2 separate regions of the Mus musculus genome follow, and region 2 is linked to region 1. A link is a contact called in public HiChIP or PLAC-seq data. All regions are on one chromosome and are shown on one strand. The core of a region is the stretch at or near the end of the contact, and the rest is flanking DNA. Distances in the headings are between cores, read along the strand shown. Region 1 has its middle 29 kb from the start of Gm25076. Region 2 overlaps Med13l (mediator complex subunit 13-like).

The links. HiChIP or PLAC-seq counts read pairs in DNA pulled down with a chosen protein or histone mark.
Region 2: a contact with region 1 is called in an H3K4me3 HiChIP or PLAC-seq map of embryonic forebrain, with 4 times the contacts expected there. The contact joins two enhancer-like sites. A contact is called at or near these places in 1 of 15 datasets of contacts at CTCF or cohesin (the NIH/3T3 cell line), 3 of 484 Hi-C or Micro-C datasets (the HPC-7 cell line, bone marrow-derived macrophages and embryonic stem cells) and 7 of 115 datasets of contacts at active chromatin or transcription factors (bone marrow-derived macrophages, craniofacial prominence, embryonic basal ganglia and 4 more).

What each region holds. Positions count from the first base shown.
Region 1 is chr5:118,292,736-118,297,431 of GRCm38.p6, forward strand. No RefSeq gene overlaps it. Among named protein-coding and RNA genes, the nearest start is that of Gm25076, 29 kb to the left of the region's middle. Within about 2 kb of position 1,831, at least 132 of the 459 cell types and tissues checked have an H3K27ac peak or open chromatin away from gene starts, as enhancers often do. A contact at or near this core is called in embryonic basal ganglia and embryonic forebrain, where this site is marked.
Region 2 is chr5:118,664,219-118,668,914 of GRCm38.p6, forward strand. The region is part of intron 2 of Med13l (mediator complex subunit 13-like); the gene reads left to right. Among named protein-coding and RNA genes, the nearest start is that of Med13l, 110 kb to the left of the region's middle. Within about 2 kb of position 2,798, at least 54 of the 459 cell types and tissues checked have an H3K27ac peak or open chromatin away from gene starts, as enhancers often do. A contact at or near this core is called in embryonic basal ganglia and embryonic forebrain, where this site is marked.

The DNA of each region.
Region 1 (4,696 bases), core at 581-3,080:
ACGAAGCAAGATTCTGCCTCAAAATAAATAAAACGGCACAGGGCTGCAACCCTGGACCTCAGAGAACTGAGACCAGAGCAGGCAGCCCAGATCTCCTAGAGTGCCTGGCCACACATAGCCCTGAACAGGCCGTTGTGGTCATTGGCGGTCACACACCAGGAGGCCGGGCCCACCCATCTACTCTGAAGCTACCACAAAGGCCTGCAGCCAGAGTTAGACTCCAGACATGCGGGATCCCGAGTCCTCACTTCTAACCACCTCACCGCAAGACAGAAGCAAACTCCCTTTGCACCTAACCAAAGGCCATAAGTAATCAAAGCATCACTTTGATACTGTCAAGCACAGAGGAGGTCACCATGAGGCATCTGCACCACATGACCAGGAGCCCGTGGAGTGTGGGGATGTTTTCATCTTACCTGTGTTTATTCTGCTGCAAGGGAAGGAGTCACATGTGGTTTGAGTTTCTAACTCATTTAAACAGAGAAAGTAGTGAAGGCCGGTCATCCCAGCTATTCCAGAAGCTGAGGCAGGAGGATTGCAAGTTCAAGGTCAGTCTGGGTTACTGAGCATGGATCCTGCTTCAAAACAAAACCTGCAAAAAGGGCTGGGGATATACATCAGTGGGAGAATGCTTGCTCTGGGTTCAGTCTCCAGCGCTGGAGAAACAAAACAGCCACCCCAATTAGAAAAGAAAAGAAAAGAAAAGAAAAGAAAAGAAAAGAAAAGAAAAGAAAAGAAAAAAGGAAAGGAAAGGAAAGGAAAGGAAAGGAAAGGAAAGGAAAGGAAAGGAAAGGAAAGGAAAGAAAAGAAAAGGTAGAAAAACAGACAGGAAGGAAGGAAGGAAGGAAGGAAGGAAGGAAGGAAGGAAGGAAGGAAGGAAGGAAGGAAGGAAGGAAAAGAGAGGAGAGGGCTAGAGAGAGGACAGGTTGGTAGAGAGTCATCTTGTATACAAGAGGGCTTCACTTTGGTTCCCTAGAACCCACGTGAAAGAAGCCAGACATAGTGGTGCCCGCCTGCAATCCCGGCACCGGGGGACAAAGATGGCTGATCGGTGAGACTCACTGGCCATGCACGTTATGGCAAGCTCCGGACAATGAGAGACTCTGCCTCAAAAATCAAGGTGAATGCTAATCCATCACCTGATCCCCCAATGCCAGCAACTGTCCTGTGACTTCTGCATGCACACATCAGAACACATATGTTCTAGTGTGTGCGTGCGCGCGCACACACACACACACACACACACACACACACACTTTTTTTTTTTTTTTGAAAGAGGAAGGTAAGAATCCAAAATAACAAGGAGGGCCGTCTGAATCCTGAACGCCGCTGCCAGCCCTGAACTTGGGCTCCTGGCTGCAGTGTCTCCACTGGCTTCAGTCCTGGGGAAGCCTGTTTTCTCTTCTCAAGGCACATGGATTTCCTGGAGGCCCCTGTGTGCTGGGCGCCGTGCCAGGCTCCTTTGCTTTTTTCCCAAAAGAACCCCGGGGGCGTGTCCTCGCACTGTGGTTCCACTTCTGTCCGGTGCTCCTCCCCCAGTTCCACCGTGGCCATAAAGTGGGTAGAGCTCCCAGCTGCGAGCAGGGGTAGGGGCAACAGTTCTCCCCTCTGCTCTGAAGTGTGATGGGAGGGGAGTCCCCGCTGGGACAACATTTACTTTGTACCACTGCCAGGAGAGAGGGAGAGGGGGTGGGGGGGTGGGGCTCACGAGCGAGCATACCCAATTCCAAAATATTTCTGACAAAACCTGGCACTTCTGGTTCTAATTAAAACCCTGAACTTTGGAACAAATTTCATCCCACAGCCCTCCTCGCCGGGAAAGGGGGTGCAGCGGAGACTTCGCTTCATAACCACAACAAAAATAGCTTCTCCTGAGGAAGGCGCCCGGTACTAACAAGGCCACTTTTGTTTTACTCCCCTGCCATCTGTCTGGGGATGCCAGGGGCTGGCTCTGCTCCTGACTCCTTTGGCAGAGAGGGGACAGGAGCCGGGTGGCGCTGTGGACAGCTTCTCAGCCTCTTGGCAGAGGGGGGCCATGCATCTCCACCTTCAGATAGCCGGAAATCCAGGCCAGATGGAAACGTCACCAATCCCCTCTGTTTCTGAGACCAGCGCGCAAGAAGTGTGGTTCCAGCAGGTGGAGAAAGATCTTAAGCTTGCAAACTGCTCTAGCCCAGTGGTTCCCAATGCTGCGACCCTATAATACAGTTCCTCATGTTGGGGCGACCCCCCCACCAACCATCAAATTATTTTCGTTGTCACTGGATAATTTTGCTACTTTGATGGATCATAGTGTAAATATTTTTGGAGATAGAGGTTAGCCAAAGGGATTGCGCAACCCACAGGCCTAGAACCACTGGTCCACTCTAACATGGAGGGGAATAAATTCTCTAGGATATCTTTGGGATTTTATCCCACTCCCTCCCTCCGCCCCCACCAAACACAGGGGAGGCTTAGATGTTGGGCGAATCTCTTGTGCACCGTATACAGGTTGTCTTTGTATGAAGCATCCCATCTCTCAGCGTTTTGCAAGCATCTTATCCATGGCCTTCTGATTGGATTAATAAAGAGATGAACGGCCTATGGCAGAGCAGGAAAGAATAGGCGGGGCTTCTGGGGAGAGTTGGGAACTCTGGGAAAGTCTGAGCGCGGACAGTTATCAGTCAGACATCATTCACCAACCAGATTCCGGGAAGGAGCAAGTGTGGAGAATGTAGATTAGTAGAAACGGGACATTTAAGTATAAGAGCTAGTTAGGAACAAGCCTAAGCCAAGGCAAGGCTTTCATAATTATTAAAAAGTGTCTCCCTGTCGTTACTCTGCTGCTGGCGCCTCAGAGACAGTCCTGCTATACTTGGACTGTATAAGCGGAGTTGAGACTGCTGTCTGAGGTTTGCAGCGGGGTGTTGAGGCACTCTGAGGTTCTGCAGATGTAAGGGCTGACACTTGCCCATTGTCTCTGCCAGCATCAGAGTGTGACAGGACAGGGCTGGCTTGAAGAGCCCTGAGGTCAAGTGCTCACGCTGGTGGGACCAGAACCCTCCCTGCTATACCAAGGTGCATTTGTTGGTTGGAGAACACTTGGGATTGTTCCTTGGCTGGGCACATCTGAGCAAGCCACTGTCTCATGGCACATCCAGCTATTCATATTTCTTACTTTAAAAGCATAAGTATATATATGTGTGTGTGTATGTGTGTGTTTGTATGTATACATATACACATACACATACATATACATCTTTAGGATTTTATCCCATCAACCCCCTCCACCCTATGTGTATAAATGTATATAAGTACATATATGTGTACATATATATACTTATCTACATGTATGCTTATATATAATATACACACGTACGCTTATATGTAATATATACATACATGCATGTTTATATATAATATATACACAAATATACAATATATACTTATATATATACATATGTATACTTATATAATCTATATACATATATGTGTACATATATGTGTGCACACATGTGCATGGGTATGCACATGTGGAGGACAGAGTCTGACATGTCTCCCTGTATCATTTTCCATCTTATGTTGGAATGTGAGCAGGGAGGATGGCCCAGGAAGATGCAGTGTTGGGCCCTAGTGGGACATGTTCAGGTTTGGGGACGCTCCTCCATGTCTGGATTATTGAGGGTGCGTGCTTCTTCTTGCTTCTTCTTATTTTACTTTCTCTGGGCCCATCTGCCTGCCCCATGGGCAGAGTCTCCAGAGATGCAGGGCCCTTGGCCTTGGACCTCACAGTCTGCAAATAAAAGCAGATTTCTTATTTGTATAACTTACACAGCCTGTGGTATTCTGGTTCAGCAAGACATAACACTAAGGCAGAGGTCCTCAGTAATCACTCGGTAGAGCTAGAGCAAACAGTTACACTCACCGGGTCTGAACCAGTGGTTCTCAACCTGTGGGGCGTGACCCCTTAGGGAGTCAAATGACCCTTTCACAGGGGTCGCCTAAGACCAGCAGGAAAGCATAAATATTTACATTATGACTCACAACAGTAGCAAAATTACAGCTACGAAGTCGCAACAAAAACAATCTTATGGTTGGGGGTGTCACCACGCCATGAGGAGCTGTATTAAAGGGTTGCAGCATCAGGAAGGTTGAGAACCACTGCTCTAAATTCTCCATCGGGCAGTCTGTTGGGCTCAGAAGGCAGACAAGAAAAGAATGTCAAGGGCTGAGTGTGTGGCTCAGGATTAGGGAGATTGCCTAGCCTGGGTTACACTCTAGGTTTGATCTCCGGCATAAGAGAGAGAGGTTGTGGCCATGTGGGGATGGAGATTCTAGCCCTCCATATACTTTTGTTACAGCAAGGGTCTAGACCTTTCTCTCTCTCTCTCTCTCTCTCTCTCTCTCTCTCTCTCTCTCTCTCTCTCTCTCTCTCTCTCTCACACACACACACACACACACACACTCAAAGGAGAACATGGGGTGGATTTAGAATATTCCAGGTAGGAGAATCCGGGCCACGAGAGCATCTTGAAACAGGAAAGAGTCCTGGTGGTTCTGGAATTTTCTATGTCAAATAAACCCATTGATGTGTTGCAGCTCAGCTTAAAATAGCTGAGAAGACAGGGATAGTGAGAGTGAGACAGAAGAGACCAAAGCGGCCGATGTAGAGCAGAGCCTGTGGCTGCTGTCTGTGCCTGGCCGGCTCCAGTCCCTG
Region 2 (4,696 bases), core at 1,548-4,047, 370 kb after region 1:
GACAAGGCGTGGTTTACTGTGAGCGTGGTTTACTGTGGGCGAGTACTTACGAGCTCAGAGTGCTCACAGCTGTGCTTCTTCTGTGGCTGATGTTCAGTCCAGTCATCGTGGCAGCACTGTGGTTGCAAGAGGGATTCTTCTGTGTTTCTGTTCTTTTTGAAGCACAGTTGATTAAAGTTTAAAAATTTTCGTATGTAATATGCAGAAAATTGTATGCAAAATAAATGAATTATTCAGCAACCTGACCTGTTCCCTAATATTATAGGAAATTCAAAAAGTTTGCTGATTGGTTCAGATTAAATAGCACTAATGAAGTACTTCTTGATTGGTGTGCTGTCTAATAACGTAGCTAGCTTTTAAATCGTGGAGTGAAGAATTAGTATCATACATCAGTTGACAGAAAATTTCATCATGTGATTAGCAAGGTAATATAAGCTAAATAGTTGGCAAATACATTTTTTTTCTTCATGAAGAAGCTTTTAAATGATGCATAGATTCAAAGCTAGCCCTCCAAATGCCAATTGAACTGCAGTACTGGTTTGTGTTCCGGGTTGTATGAGACTGTTGAGGACTAGTCCTGAATTTCTGTCCTAGAGGCTGACACCACAGTGCACCTTGACAGGTCAGTGGGGCCAGAGCTGGAAAGACCTTGGAGAGCACCGCTGGAGCCAGCAGCTCCTTCCTAGCTTTCTGCTTTTCTGGGCCTGGCTACTCCCATGCTTTCTCCAGTGCATCATCTGTGGGTGCCTTGTTAAGGCTGTGCAACTTTAATTTTTTTCCAAAACATATTTTTAATGATGGTTCTTAAACACTTTAATCTCCCTTGTAGCCGACCACCCACTAGAAGTAGTGGAAAAGAAAGGATACAGGGTAAGTGGACCTGTTAAGAAAGGTTTTTTGGAGCCACTCCCATCTGTGTTGTCTGGAAATTTGCAGTTAAGTTTGCAGGTCAGCAGCGGCAGCAGCTGGATCCACTCCCAAACACTTCACAGATGCACCAACAGTCCAGTTCCGTAGTCGAGATAGCAGGCAGTGGCACTGCCGAGCAGAGACAGGCAGGCCTCAGCCTCAGTGCTAGTCAGCAGGAGGGACCATGAGTTCTCAGTGATGCCTCAGAGAAACGAAGATCAGCAAAGATGTGAGACCCACAGGCGTTGCACAGCTAGCTAGCTACCTACCTGTATAAGTGCGCTAAGCTGCTTTTTCATCACTGTCTATTGAGTCGAGTCCTATTTATCCCTGCCTTGGGTCTTGCCTCAGCATGTGCGTTTGTCTCAGCTGACATCACTCTGCCAATTGGCTGGAGTCTGCAGAAGTGGCAAGAAACTGCAGCACACTACCAGAAGTTTTTTGGTGAGTTTCTCTCTACGGAGTCCTGACAAATGCAGCATTGTAAGGTGGACCAATAGATGTGCGTTGTATTGAACCTAAAGTATTTTGTTCAGATAATAGAAAATAAACTAACTCCATGGAGAAGTTACACATTCCTCTCCTTGAAGGTAAAGAGTAATTTGATTTTGCTAAGAGATTTAGCAGAATTGATTGTAGCCAATTGCAAGTTTGAAAGATTGGAAGCCCAATAGCAGTATTTAGGTTGTTAGAGTACATTTAAACCAAAAATTGTGTGTGTGTGTGTGTGTGTGTGTGTGTACATGTGTACGCATACATATAGTGGCATCGTATTTTCACTGTTCATGTGTGTGAATTCCTTTTCGCTTTGTAGCACATTTGTAATGTAAAGTACAGTAATGCTATGGAAAGCCTAAAAAGTAATTGTTTTTTAAAACGCTAATTATATACAATATTAGCTTCAAACTGTCCCTTCTGCTAATTTGCCTGCACTCACTCCACATCTAGCACCTGGTTTCCTGTTATGTACCAACGTCTGCACAAACTCTGGCTGGCAGGCAGCACACTGCTTGCTCCCACAAAGGGTGCAGCCCCTGGGTGTGGAAGGACTGTCCACTTCTGGAAGTAGCAGGATGGCTGTGCTTGCTCTCAAGGCCTCTGTCCTCACAGCGGGGACCAGTGCTTCTGATTGCACGCTGGGCCAAGTGATGAGTGGATATAATTGTTCTGCAGTCTGGGGTTTCTTCAAAGGAGTATTTTTAAAATCCACATTAGGAAAAAAAGCTTGGAACAATGTTTATGTAAATGAAGACAAACTGTTTGCCAGGTGAGAGAGGTGCAGTAGAAGTGTGGTAAAGGAAGATGGAGGGGACGGAGGGATGCTGCTGTAACCGTCAGCCACAGAGTTTTGGTGAGAGGAGCAGAAAAGCAAGGCCAGTGAGTAGTCCTTAGCTAAAGCACGACCAAAGAGTGTCTGTCCACTGTTTGCCTGAGATGAGAGGAGTGCGCGCCCGCGTGTGTGTGTGGCGTGTGTGTGTGGCGTGTGTGTGTGGCGTGTGTGTGTGTCTGCCTCAGGCGGCTCTCACTGTACCGTGGACCGCCACTGTGCCACCCTTCAGGGAGGCAGGGCACGCAGAGCAGGCGCGGTCTCTGAGCCTTCTGTCTGCTCTTTCTCTTTCCTTCTTCCCTCTCCGTTCTCTCCTCCCTTCCCTCTTCCATGTTATTTTTGCTACATTTGCTGTTTTAACCTGTCATTTACAAACTAATTACTATGTCACCATGGCTGGCGGCTCATATAGGCGAAATCTGTCTCTTAATCAAAGGTGATTACAGTTTTTCCTGTCTGTAAATGTGCTTGTTGAGTAACGAGAGAGCATTATTCTCAGGCTGATGTGCGAACTGAAAGGCAGCAAGCAGCCGCAGCATTGTTATCTCCTCAGGCGTGGCTAATGAATCGTGTTTCAGTGTTCTGGTGGTCATGCCAGACAGTGCACTCCACCAGGGCTAAGCCTCCTGTAAACTGCTCCACAATATTATTGCAGCAAGAACAGCAATGCTGGCTGAGCTGGGGGGGGGGGGGGGTTGCCAAGAAGACAGCTGCGGTTCAGACAGTTACAGAGTAGGGGTCACTCATAGTGATAGCTCTGACAGCCACTGTTTTAGCTTCAGTGTAAAAGACAAGTCAGGACCTATCCTGTCAGCACCGAGCCTGAGTGTGTTTATGTTTCAAAGCAGGTCTCCTCTGAAGAGAAGGAAAGAAATGGTTTTGATTTTTATTGTTTAATTGAGAGCAACATTGAAACCCAGGGGTTAAGTCTTCTTGACTAACACAGCCATCATAGAGGAAAGTTTATCTTAAGCATTGATAGATTGAAGTAAAACTGCCCGAACTGAGTCAGATGTGTGTATCATATACGTGTGTGCTGTATGTGTGTATATCATATATGTGTGCATCCTGTGTACCAACTACATGCATGCTTTTCATTAACATTGAATACTGTACATACCTGTAATTCTGAAATCTGGAAGCTGAAGGATTATCATGAGTTTGAGGCTAGCCTGGGCTATACTGTGATAATCTGTGCAAAAACATCCCACCCCCCCTTTAATGTATATCTCATGCTGATCCCTGGTAATTCCTGAACATGTAGTTGTTTAATAAACATCAGCCTAACTTAGGATGTTTAAGTGGTGTGTGCTCATAAGGGAAGTCTGGAGTCAACCATGAGGTGCAGACTGCCCTCCCGGGAGCCAGAGGTCTCTGCCAGGTGGGGGCTGCCCTTCCAGAGCAGTTTTGCATTAACAGCAAAAGATACAATGGTAATGCTCATTCTATCATGCTTGAAAAGATAGGTGAGTGGGGACGCGCTGCGTTTGGAAGACAGTGTGATTCGACACTTGACGATTTCTCTTGCAGTGTGAGTGATCACAGGGATGTGGGCTGCTTTTTGCACAGCTGTCTTCTGAAGGTCTTGCTCAGTGTATCCAGAAGTCTAATTCTCTGACCTCCTTTAGTTGAAAATTTACTGGCTTTACACAAGTCCTGTGATCCATTGAAATGCTAACGTGGGTCATGTCTCAGCTGCCACATCGCTGAGCAGAAACCTTCATTAAAATTCTGGTTATCCTGCAACTGACAGAGGACCCATGCTGTTAGAGGTTCCTAAGGAAGATGTTAGCCTGGTGAGATGGCATGTCACAGCCATACTTCTGTCTGCTGAGCATTATCAGGGTTGTTATTCCTGAACGTTGCAGACAGGTCAGAACAAACAGCACTTCTACATCTGTCTTCTAGCTCTACTATTGTATCCTCTGATCCATATTTGACTGATGAATTGACAGTGGACAAGCTAAATGCATTTCTGATATAGATTTGTTAAGTGATACCAAGTGTTCTACATCCACGACTAGTTCAGGAGAGCGGCGTACCGAGTAGGTTTGATTTGATATAAATAAGTCCATTTAGTTATTAATGACTTCAAATAGATTTTACAAGGCAATCAATGGCGGCAGAATGGTGATCAGTCAGTGATACTGTGTGTAATTGGATTTTTATGGGTATGATGCTGTATTTCAGAATTAATGTGGCATTATGCTATTTGGTTACTCAGTTCTTTGTTAAGTCAATCTCTTAGAAATCAGATATCAAGAATTGAGATCTTTAAGTATTATTTGGCGCAGTCCATAGGTAAGTTGATAAATGTTGTCTTGTTGCAGTGTCTGTTTATTTTATAGTTCTCAGGAAGTAGATGTGAGAATCGGAGAGTTTAGTTTGTAAGACTGTTTTATGCATTGGGCAGCAGAGTTGAAAACAAAAGACAAGGAACATATAGATCCTCTCAGTCTC